Regions from separate parts of the Sus scrofa genome. Here region 1 is linked to region 2. A link is a contact called in public HiChIP or PLAC-seq data. All regions are on one chromosome and are shown on one strand. The core of a region is the stretch at or near the end of the contact, and the rest is flanking DNA. Distances in the headings are between cores, read along the strand shown.

The links. HiChIP or PLAC-seq counts read pairs in DNA pulled down with a chosen protein or histone mark.
Region 1: a contact with region 2 is called in an H3K27ac HiChIP or PLAC-seq map of alveolar macrophages. The contact joins the promoter of PAFAH1B2 here to the promoter of SIK3 in region 2. A contact is called at or near these places in 2 of 47 Hi-C or Micro-C datasets (alveolar macrophages and embryonic fibroblasts) and 1 of 2 datasets of contacts at active chromatin or transcription factors (alveolar macrophages).

The regions. Positions count from the first base shown.
Region 1 is chr9:44,509,667-44,515,183 of Sscrofa11.1, forward strand. PAFAH1B2 (platelet-activating factor acetylhydrolase IB subunit beta) reads left to right here and starts at 3,448. Exons shown (of 6, transcript XM_021062879.1): 1 at 3,448-3,922.
Region 2 is chr9:44,470,053-44,475,578 of Sscrofa11.1, forward strand. It overlaps SIK3 (serine/threonine-protein kinase SIK3), which reads right to left and starts at 1,637. Exons shown (of 25, transcript XM_021062877.1): 1 at 1,365-1,637. The coding sequence starts at 1,637.

The DNA of each region.
Region 1 (5,517 bases), core at 2,198-4,697, 41 kb after region 2:
TGTAGAATATCCATCAACAGAATACTTGGCAGGAGTTCCCGTCGTGGCGCAGTGGAAACGAATCAGACTAGGAACCATGAGGTTGCAGGCTTGATCCCTGGCCTCGCTTAGTGGGTTAAGAATCCAGCGTTGCCATGAGCTGTGGTGTAGGTTGCAGATGTGGTTCAGATCCCCTGTTGCTATGGCTGTGGTACCTCTGAATGGACCCCTAGCCTAGGAACCTTCATATGCCATGGGTGTGGCCCTAAAAAGCAAAAAAAAAAGGCTCAAGAGCCAATCTAAATAAGATCATTTTGGGACAACCTGGTTATCGATAAGCATAATAATTGCAGTGAATAAAACACATCAAATGTGCTTCAATCCGTGAGTTTGTAAAGCTATTAAACCGCATACACACACATTAAAAGAAAAAATAGAAGAATGTGACAAACAAATTTCAGTTGTGAAGAAAAAAAATATTGTTACAATATGTTCTTTACATTATTTCTAACAATGTCTTGGCCTGACCCTAAAGATCTTAAAATTGAGAAATAAAACATTTATTAACCATATGGCTACTGACTGAAAGAAACTGAGGCAAATGAAAATGTGTTAATTTGGAGTTCCCATCGTGGCTCAGTGACTAACAAAATCCGACTAGCATCCATGAGGATGCAGGTTCAATCCTTGGCCTTGCTCAGTGGGTTAAGGATCTGGTGTTGCTGTGAGCTGTGGTATAGGCCACAGATGTGGCTTGGATCCCGAGTTGCTGTGGCTGTGGTGTAGGCTGGCGGCTACAGCTCCGATTGACTCCTAGCCTGGGAACCTCCATATGCCGAGGGTGCAGCCCTAAAAGACAAAAAGACAAAAAGACAAGAAGACAAAAAAAAAAAAAAAAAAAAAGGGTTAATTTGTAAGGATGGGAGTTGAAACATTTCTTAACGTTGTTTTAACAATAAATAAAACTTTGAAACTCTTTCTGAAAATCATCCGACCTCGAGTTCTACCCACAGAAATTCCCTGAATTCACACTGCGTATATATTTTCAGTCCACATAGCTTCTCTTCCCTCATTTCATGTCTGAAATGCCAAGGCCCCAGAAATCTCCCAGTTTAATTACTGTACGTGATGAAATGCCAAGAAGTCTCCAAAATTTCAGGCCACTTGGGTAGTATTTTGACATATCTCATTCTCAAACTCTAAGGTTCCCTTTTTTTTTTTTTTTTTTTTTAAGGGCCACACCCATGGCATACGGAGATTCCCAGGCTATGGGTCCAATGGAAGCTATAGCTGCTGGCCTGCACCAGAGCCACAGCATCTCGGAATCTGAGCCTTGTCTGCGACCTACACCACAGCTCACGGCAACACCAGATCCTTAACCCACTGAGCAAGACCAGGGATTGAACCTGCAACCTCATGGTTCTTAGTCGGATTCGTTAACCACTGAGCCACGAAGGGAACTCCTTAGGTTCACATTTGATCGTGTTTACACTACTCCAATCTGTCCAACAGACATTTTGTCAGGGTTTCTATATTTTCTCCCTTTGGGTTGGCATTCAGTCATGAGAGAAACCAGACTAAAGAATCTGGATGGAGTCATTAAGCCCATCATCATTAATGGAAAAACAACTTGACAGGCAAACTCTTCTGACAGCTTTCAGGAAATTTTTCTCATAGTCAGAAAACAGTTATTTTTACCTATCTCCAGCTGGGACTGCATGGAAAACACAAACTCTGAAAGGGGCCCAGGGGAAGGGGAGGTTGTGGATGGGAAGTGAGGAGGAGTAAGATAGCGTTGTGGGCCCCAGAACTATGTTCTTGTAGGGGAACTGACAGAACAGTGGAGGCCTGGAGTTAAAAGAAACTTAGCAATGACTGAGCCTACCCTTTTCGTCTTACAGACTAAGAAACAAAGGGTCAAAGAAGTAAAATGAGCAGTAGCCCCTCAGACAAGAACACAGGGCACCCTGGAGCCGAGTTTAGGGTCCTTTCCAATTTACCACTTGCATTTTTTTTTTTTTTTTTTTTTTTACAGCTGCACCTGTGGCACATGGAAGTTCCCATGCTAGGGATGGAATCCGAGCTGCAGCTGAGGCCTATGCCATGGCCACGGCAACACAGGATCTAAGCCAAATCTGTGACCTAGCCACAGCTTGTGGCAATGTCAGATCCTTAACCACTGAGCAAGACCAGGGATGGAACAAAGTCAGGTCCTTAACCCAAGGAACCACGATGGGAACTCCTACTACTTGCATTTTTTTTAAAATGAATTATTTAGAAAGCTAAAAGAGACGTAGTAGGAGACAACCCCTTATCAAATTTCAGGGTTCGGTGCCATTGAGATTTTGCCGAAACACTAAAAACTGCCTGAGTCATAGAGGTATTCAAATATTTGCAGAGGCTAGTTTAACCAGCTCTAGTGTTTCCTGGGCACATTTTCTTTCTGTTTCTTGGTTAAAAAGTTGAAAACAAGAAAGTAAAAGATAGTCCAAGGGATCAACAGAGGCATAAATTCATTCATTCCTTATTGAGAAGTATTTAATGCGTGGCTACTATGCATCAGGCACCATGCCTGGTGACGAGAATCCACAGAATAAGGTCTCTGCTCCCTCAGAGCTTATAGGATATCAGAGAAGACAGTGTAGTAAAGTTGTAATTACATTAAAATGTGTTGAGTGCTAAAACTAAGTTCAGGATTCTATGGATTTATCACTGGAGAATTCAAACTGTCTCTTTTGTTATCGATATAATTCTAGGCTGCTTTTTACACCATCATTTGAGTTCCCCAAACACAAATTCTTCTCAATAAAACATTTAAAGCAACATTTACCTACTGGTGTGTCACTTATCAAATGAACATCTGCAAGAGAATTCCGAGGTAAACTAGCGTTTTATAGAACAAATTATTCTGGATTATATATATGCCTGATAAATTTAGTACCATTTGACAGTACAAAGGATCTGAAAAATAATTTGATATATCTTGAAACTTCAGGCTTCCAGGTTTTCACGGTAATTCTCAACGGATTTTGTCTGCAAAACCAAACCCGCTGATTATTTTCAGAGCTTTGGAAGGCTCTTCCATTCCCCCACATGGGTCTGAATGAATCCTTAAAGGGCCAGCTCAGGGCGCTGCTCCACCAAATATTTTGCTAACCACAGCCTGCGTACATCTTTTGCCCCTTCTCTCTATTGTTAGATCCCGTATTTATACAGCATTTAGCATATCATCTTTTCAATATTGACTGTGTGTATATAAATATGTATTTCCCCCGAAATTGGATGGCTCTCTAAAGAAAACACTGTGACTCTCCATCCCCAATAGTATCACCGTAAGAGACGATCTCCCAAAATCCATACATGCATCATAGAAACAGAAGTTCCACCCATAAATGCAAAGGACTGCCTCATTAATCTTGGGACCCTATTTCCCTCCCCCGGCAGCAATCTGGTTTATTCCATGGGGTGGAGAAGGAAGCCAGGTTGGCGGGGTGGGAAGGGAATGGCGTCAGGGTGAGGTCACGCCACATTGTCCCGAAAGACATCTCCACATCGCGGTGACATGAACGCGGGATTGAGGCATACAGCCGGAAGAAAAAATTTAAAGGCAATTTGCGCAGGCTACATGCAAAACGAGGGCAGGATCGAGAACAAAGCGGGGAACCTCGCGGGGCCGTAGGCGGACACCTGGGCGCCCGAAGCGGGCACCCGCCGAGAGGGAAAGTGGGGAACCGGGAGCCAAGCCGAGGCCGGGGAGGATGGGGCGGGACTTCCGGAAGCCATTTGCCTGAGTGGCAGGGAAACCGGAAGTGGGGGTGCTGCTGCGGGTGCTGGGGCCCGAGGAGGGACGCGCCGGATTGGGGCCGCCGGGGCTAAGCGAGCGACAGACGCGCCACCCGCCGACGCCGCAGCCGCTTGGGGCCCGCACGGACCCTCTGCCTGAGTGAGTGCATCCCAGGGCGCGGGGATACGGTGGCTTAGAGGTGGGGGTTGGAAGGGGCTGCGATTTGTTATTGTGAGAGGCCCGCGACCTCCCCTCCCCCACCCCGAGGGGACCCCTCCCCCCCCGGCGCCACCCCCTCCCCCCGACCCTGGGGTAGGGCTCGCGCGCGCCTTCTCGACTGGCCTGGTGTCGGTTTCCCGGCCGCCGGCGCTACCTCCACCCCTCGAGGCCGCTTGCCGCCCCCTCGGAGCCTTTCCCCAGCGCCCCACCCCCAAACCTGCCGCCCGCACGGCCGCCCCGCCTCCCAGCCTCTCTGCCTCCTGGTTTCTTCCCGCGGTGGAGCACCGTGGCGGGGCGCGCCGCCCCGCCTGGCTCTGCCCGCCCCCCCGGAGTAGGCCGCCCTGCATCCCTTGCGCCCCTGGCGCGATGCTCGCTGCTGCCAGCCCCATTTCTGCCTCAGGTCTCGGCTGCTGCCTGCCCCTCCGTCCCTGAGGTTGAACCTCTGACCCTTCCTCAGACCCTTCTTCTGTTTGAGAGACTGTTAGCGAGGGCCAGTCGGGTTACCCTGTTGTCTTTTGACAGAGCGCTTTTTCCCACCCCTTTTGTTGAAATGTGCAACTCTCCAGAAACTTCACCGTTTCTTCTTCTAATATGTTCAAAAATCCGTGGGCTGTCACAACTCATTTCATAGAGGGCTGCCCCGTCCAGCACCTCGTTTTAGAGACGAGGCCCGCCTGGCCGCTGATTTGCCCAAGGTCAACCCACTAGTTAAACCTGCCAGTGAACAAGTTTTCTTAGGTGTTTTTTACCTGGTCCCTGTCCATTTGGCAGTTCAGGACCTTCTGACCTACAGGTTTGTGATGTACCGTTGCACGGTGACTCATTATTCTGCTTTCTGTAGCTCCCAGGCCAGCGTTGCTTTTCGTAATTTATATGCAAACCTTAAGAAAACCAAACACATGGAGCTTTGGCCTCTTTAGAGCTTACCCACGGAGAAGGAGAAGACTGCCTGGACCCCATCCCCACGCCCTCGCCCAGGGCCTCATTTTGTACAGCTTTAAAGGGGGTGGGGGAGAGGTAAAGGTGTAGAGAGAAGATTGTACCCCGAGATCATTTGAATATGCCTTTGCCTTAGATATGCCTTGTGTCTTTAGATTGTTCTCTTGGGCACATTGTTCTGATAGAAAGGTTGCCTCCTTGTGGGGGAGCAGGAGAGGAGGAAATTATTGTGCTTTAATGTATTGGCTTGGGCATTTGATAATAAATTATGGATGTGCTGGAACCCAGGGACCCATCCACCAGCCCACTGAGGCAGGGTATTCCGGACGAGGGCTGCGTTTGCTTTCAGAATAACCCTTCCACCTCCTGAAGCAACGTAAGAGTCTTAGGTCAGAGTGGAAACGTTCTGAATCTTTTAATTCTTAGTGAACTTCCCCCTCCATCCTTTCCCTCGTTAAACTGAAGAAACATCCAGCTCAGCTTGAGGATTTTATAATTCTTTGTTGTTATCGAGGATTTTTGATAAGACACACTACATACACCACACTGGTTGGTATAAGCATCTGAAAATTTTGGTCTTCTGTGGTCATAGTTCT
Region 2 (5,526 bases), core at 387-2,886:
GCAAAAACAAGGTAGGTGACAAGAACCAGAGGCTGGGCTGAGGAGGTGAGGGGAAACTGACGTGGCTTTGATAGGAAGAAGGAGCTCTCCGGGTTCTTCCCTACTCAGGTTGAGGGAAACACAAATTGCAGTTTTAAAATATAATGAATGACTACACTGAAAGTATTCATTCAAGTGAGAGGTGAAGCGAAGGAAGAGATTTGGAGTACAAATGGGCTTTGTGCGTCCTAAAACCAAACAATTCCTCCTGATGATTCCAATACTCCCAATGAAGACCACAGAAAAGTGCTAAAGATATTTCCTCCAAAAATGAATTTTCTATGGGTATGGATATGGCTTCCTAATTGACCTTGGCCAACTTCACCACTACAGCCCCACAAATCCCTTGGGAACCAAAGGGCCCAATGAGTGGGTTCCTCATACACCTCCTCAGTCACCAGCCTTTCCCCTCATCACTCAGAGCCCTCCCTGGGTTCTATAAAGCTCACAATCCGGGACCCTCCAACAACTAAATATAACCAGCAATCCAGCGTTCCCAAATTGTTTAACCCCTAAATACCTAGTGCCACCATAAACCTAGGACACACCGCCACCACCGCCTCTGTTCCCTGATCCCCTTCCTGTGGAAAAGCAAAGTAATTTTTTCCTCCTTATTTCCCAGTTTTTTTCATCTCCTCCTCCAATAATCTTATCTGTCCTCAGACCCTCATTCCCACCACCTATCAGTCTTGGACGACCAAATGCTGACTGTTGCCTCTGTCATAAGGTACCAGGTCCCTCATATCTCCCAGCGCCCCCCCCCTGCGCCCACCACATACCCCCAGTATATGTCCCAGCCATCGTGGGTCCCCCTCGTCATCCCACGTCTGCCAGTTTTACCCTTGTTTTCCCCCATCTCTTGGTCCACATTTCCTATTCCCCTGCCTTCATTCCCTTAGGATTTCCTAATTGCTGGTTCCAGAGTCTTCTTAGCTTACTGTCTCCAGGCTCCGGGAGAGTTCCAAACCTCTTCCTTCCAATCATCCCTTCTACTATCCTCCGTACAGCTCTCGGAGCCCCCTCCCCAACCCCGGCTCCCTAGTTCCCCAGGTCCCCGTGATCACTGGCTCCCTGCGTCCCCTTGCCGTGCAGTTACCCTCTCCTGGGTACCCCGGTGTCCCCCACCTTCTGCTCGCCCTCTCCTCACTCCCGCCCGGCAGCCCCCTACCCGTTTTCCCGGTCCCCAACGCTCTCCAATTTCCAGAGCCCCGCTCGCCGCGCCGACCCCTCAGCCTCCGTGTCGCGGGGCTCTCCTGCCCCCGCCACACTTGGACGGTCCCGGGCCGCGCAGCTTCCCCGCCGCCCGGTCCCCCCAGCGCCACTACCTTGGCCTTGGTGACGAGGTGCGTGGCCCTCTTGACCACAGCGAAGTTGCCCTTGCCGATGGTGCGGTCGATCTCGTAGTAGCCGATGCGGGCAGGCACCGGCCCGCGGGAGGCCGGGGCTGGAGGACGCGGCGGGCCAGCCGCCGGGGGCACTGCAGCGGGGGCGGCCGGGGGCCCCGGGGCGGGCGGAGGCAGCAGGCGACCTGCTGGCCCGGCTCCCCCAGCTCCGGCCCCGGCAGCCCCGCCAGCTCCGCTCGCCGCCGCCGCCGCCATCTTGTTGTGCAGTGAAACCTCCGGGGCCGCGGGTAGCCGGCGAGGGGGGTGGAGGGAGCAGGGGGGCGGGAAAAGGAGGGGGAGCGGCGGACGTCACTCCGGGAGGCGGAGCGCCCGCGCCGCCTGGGCCCGGCGCCATGGCAACCGTTGGTCACGTGCCGACGCGCGTCACTGCCCAGAGCCATGGCAACCGTGACCTCACCGGCGAGCTCGACCTTCCCGCGTGGGCCGGGTTCCTCCGGCGCCGGCTCCCGGGTGCCCCCCTCCCGGGAGGAGACAGTGGGCACCGCAAGTGTGCCAGCGGGTTCCAAGCCGCCGCAGCATTGCCCGAGTTGAGGGGGTGCTTTTGCCCGACCCAAAGCCTGCCCTCGATCCCCCTGGAACCGCTAATGTGACCCCGACTATGACCTCTGTCCCAGTTCAGCAATCACTCAGCCTCCTTAAAACAAAATATTTCCTCATCACCAAAAATATTAGCACTGTCCCATTTTAGCCCTTGAGGCCCCAAAGGCAGGAATAGCTACAGTATTGAAGCAACTGTACCCAAGTCGGTAGAGACAGGGGAATTCTTCAGTAAAATTCCTACCTCTTACAAAACCCAGCTCACCCAGTACAACCAATCTAATTGTCACCGAATAGAGAGGAATTGGGAAACTAGGATTTGTGTGTTCAAGGGCGGAGAAACCAGCCCAAACACGCATTCCAGTCGTTGGGTGGGTGAGGACCCAAGCAGGGAGGTCATTTTCCTTCCTCCCACCCTGTCTCTGAACAATTCTATAGCTAGATGACTGTCAAAGTGCCTGCGCCCTATTTCTGTCACTTGTATAACCCTGATGAAGCAGTGGTGGCATTGTCCAGTGAGTCACGTCATGGTTAAAGACAATCCGGTCTGTTGGGCGAAATAAATAAGTAAATAATAAAATTAAAATTTCACCCTTACTAGCGACTCTCCAAGGACGTTAAAGGTGATCAAATGTATAATTCCAACAGTAAATCTCATATATGTTTTTCTTCCCTCATCTTTTATCTTCTATCCGTTTCCCTCCAGAGCTTTCACTAGCTCCCAAGTTCCCCATACCCTCACTTCCTGGCTCCCTTTATTAACTAGATTGGCTTTAACAGCTTCAGTTGGGGCCCGGGAGGGGTAGGAGACTGAGCTTTCAAAAACAAGGTGGTCTTGGCAGGTTGACGGTTGGGGGGTGGGGAGACCATGAACACCAATGTTAAAATGTATTCCTTCAGTCCAGTCCTGATCCCTCCACATCTGCGTCTCTCTCAAAGGCAAAAGTGTGTTGTCAGGTCACTGCCTGTACGCTATTAAAAGCTGACACCCAGGACCCTGTGAATGTGTGAGAAGCAGAGCGCCTATTTACTTTCTCTGAACCAAAGATATTTACTAGCTCTCTGATTCCCCATCGGACTATGAGTAATAGCTGGGACTAGGACGGGACAGAGAGGTCATTCCACACTGCCTTGGATCAATTCCCTGGTGGCTGTTCCAAATTGCTAACACAATTAACACTAATTGGCTCCTTTACTAGCAAATAAGGATGAGGATGAAGTGGTCCTCAGCTTCGTGCACTGGTTTAAGCGCTTTCGCTGGTCGAGCTTATTTAATCCCAGATAAATGATGGCATGTGGCCAGCCTCTCTTACACTTCCACTCGACTCTCCTGCCTCTAGCTGGGACTGTACATTAACTTTTGGTGCCCAGGGTCCCAGTTTTACCATCTCCCTGGAGAGAGGGGGAGATAAAGTTCTCACCAGGATAGTTAGCTGGCTGGTAAGGCAAGGGAAAAAATCTTTTGCTCTGGGGACTGCAGAAGCAGCACCCCATTCTCAGAGTGACTTTACATCCTCTCCTCCACTCACGGAGTTCCATTTGAACATCAAGTACGGCAACTTCTGCTGCTCTCTGGAGGTTGTCAAAAATGAAGAAGCCTCTGGGGAGAAACTAGAAAATGGAGCATTGGTCTAACTTCCCAAGAGAAGAGGAAGTTCACTCTTGTCCCTAATAATGACCAGAATGTGTATGCTGTGAATTATGTGATTTAAGCTCTGTGCCTATATGGATTGAGGCCAGTAGGTGGTATATCCTATTGAGACTTGGACAAAGACTTGCTGCAGATCTCCCTTAAAAGTCCTCTTTGGTGAGAAGAACATAGAAAATTAGGTAGGGGGTGATCCACGATGATCATCCGGGGGGGGGAAAGGGGAAAACAGCTTAGATGTGTGCTTTTAATTATTTATTGAATACGAAGGACTGAGTTAAGTTTGGGGAGGAACTCACAGTCAATAACAACAATGTGCCAGGCACTATGCTAAGCAGTTTACATAAATCAATTTACCTAATCCTCAACAAGCCTTAAGGAACCCTGTATATTATATTCTCATTTTGCAGATAAGGAAAATGAGGCACAGAAGAATTAAGGAAACCTGCTACAGTCATAGTGCTAGAAAGTAGTAGAATGAGGATTCAAACCCAGGCACCCTACCTCTGGAACCTGAGATCTTCCCTACCAGGTTTTTTGTTGTTTTTTTTTTTCCTGTCTTTTTAGGGCGACACTCATGACATATGGAAGATCCCAGGCTAGGGGTAGAATTGGAGCTATAGCTGCCGGCCACAGCCACAGCCACAGCAACACCAGACCCAAGCCGCGTCTGTGACTTACACCACAGCTAATGGCAATGCTGGATCCTTTAACCCATGGAGTGAGGCCAGGAATCAAACTCTTATCCTCATTGGTACTAGTCGGATTCATTACTGCCGAGCCACAATGGGAACTCCAATTCTCTACTGGATTATAAACCATGTCAAGCTAGGAGCTAATAGGAAAAGTAGTTTCTCCATAGACCTAAGGTGACTGAGCTCAGTTTAGACCCAGGGAAGAAGACATTTTAGAGTTCTCGAGAACAGGACAGTGTAGGCATCAAACCACATCAATAGTGACAGATTGGGAGTTCCCGCCGTGGCACAGCAGAAATGAATCCCCATCTAGGAACCATTGCAGGTTCAATCCCTGGCCTCGCTCAGTGGGTTAAGGATCCAGCGTTGCCATGAGCTGTGGTATAGGTAGCAAATGCAGCTCAGATCTGGCATTGCTGTGGCTGTGGTATAGGCCAGCAGCTGTAGCTCCTATTCGACCCCTAGCCTGGGAACCTCCACATGCTGCGGGTGCAGCCCTAAAAACACAAAAGACACATAGACAAAAAACAAGAATGACAGATTGCAAAACTGATTGAAGCGATGACTTCGCTCGTGAAATTCACTGCTTATTTTACAGGAGTTTTGCTGACCTTAGAAAACAGGTGGGAAGGTGGGTTCCTGCCCTGCTGCAGTTGTGAAGGGGCGACTTGGGGGCTGAATTCACAGAATCCTACTGTCCAAGGTGGAAGCAGAAAGCCAGCCACCAACCAGCTCCAATAAGCCTCTGGAACCAATTCACTCTTTTCTGAAAAAGCAATAGATTCAAAGATGAAAATGAGGGAGTTCCCATCGTGACTCAGAGGTTAACGAACTCGACTAGCATCCATGAGAAGTCTGGCTTGATCCCTGGCCTTGCTCCGTGGGTTAAAGATCCAGTGTCGCCATGAGCTATGGTGTAGGTCGCAGACGCGGCTCGGATCCCGCGTTGCTGTGGCTGTGGCGTAGGCCGGCAGCTACAGCTCGGATTGGACCCTAGCCTGGGAACCCCCATGTGCCAGGGGTGGGGCCCTAAAAAGACAAAAAGACAAACAAAACAAAAAGATGAAAATGAGACATTTTCCTCCATAATGTCATTGGGTTTTGGTTCTAGAATTTGAAAAGGGCAAATCAAGGCATTCTTTATGAAAATGATAGGCCCTTAAGAACCTCTAGAAGCGATGCAAAGCCTCTAAGGACCTAAAGT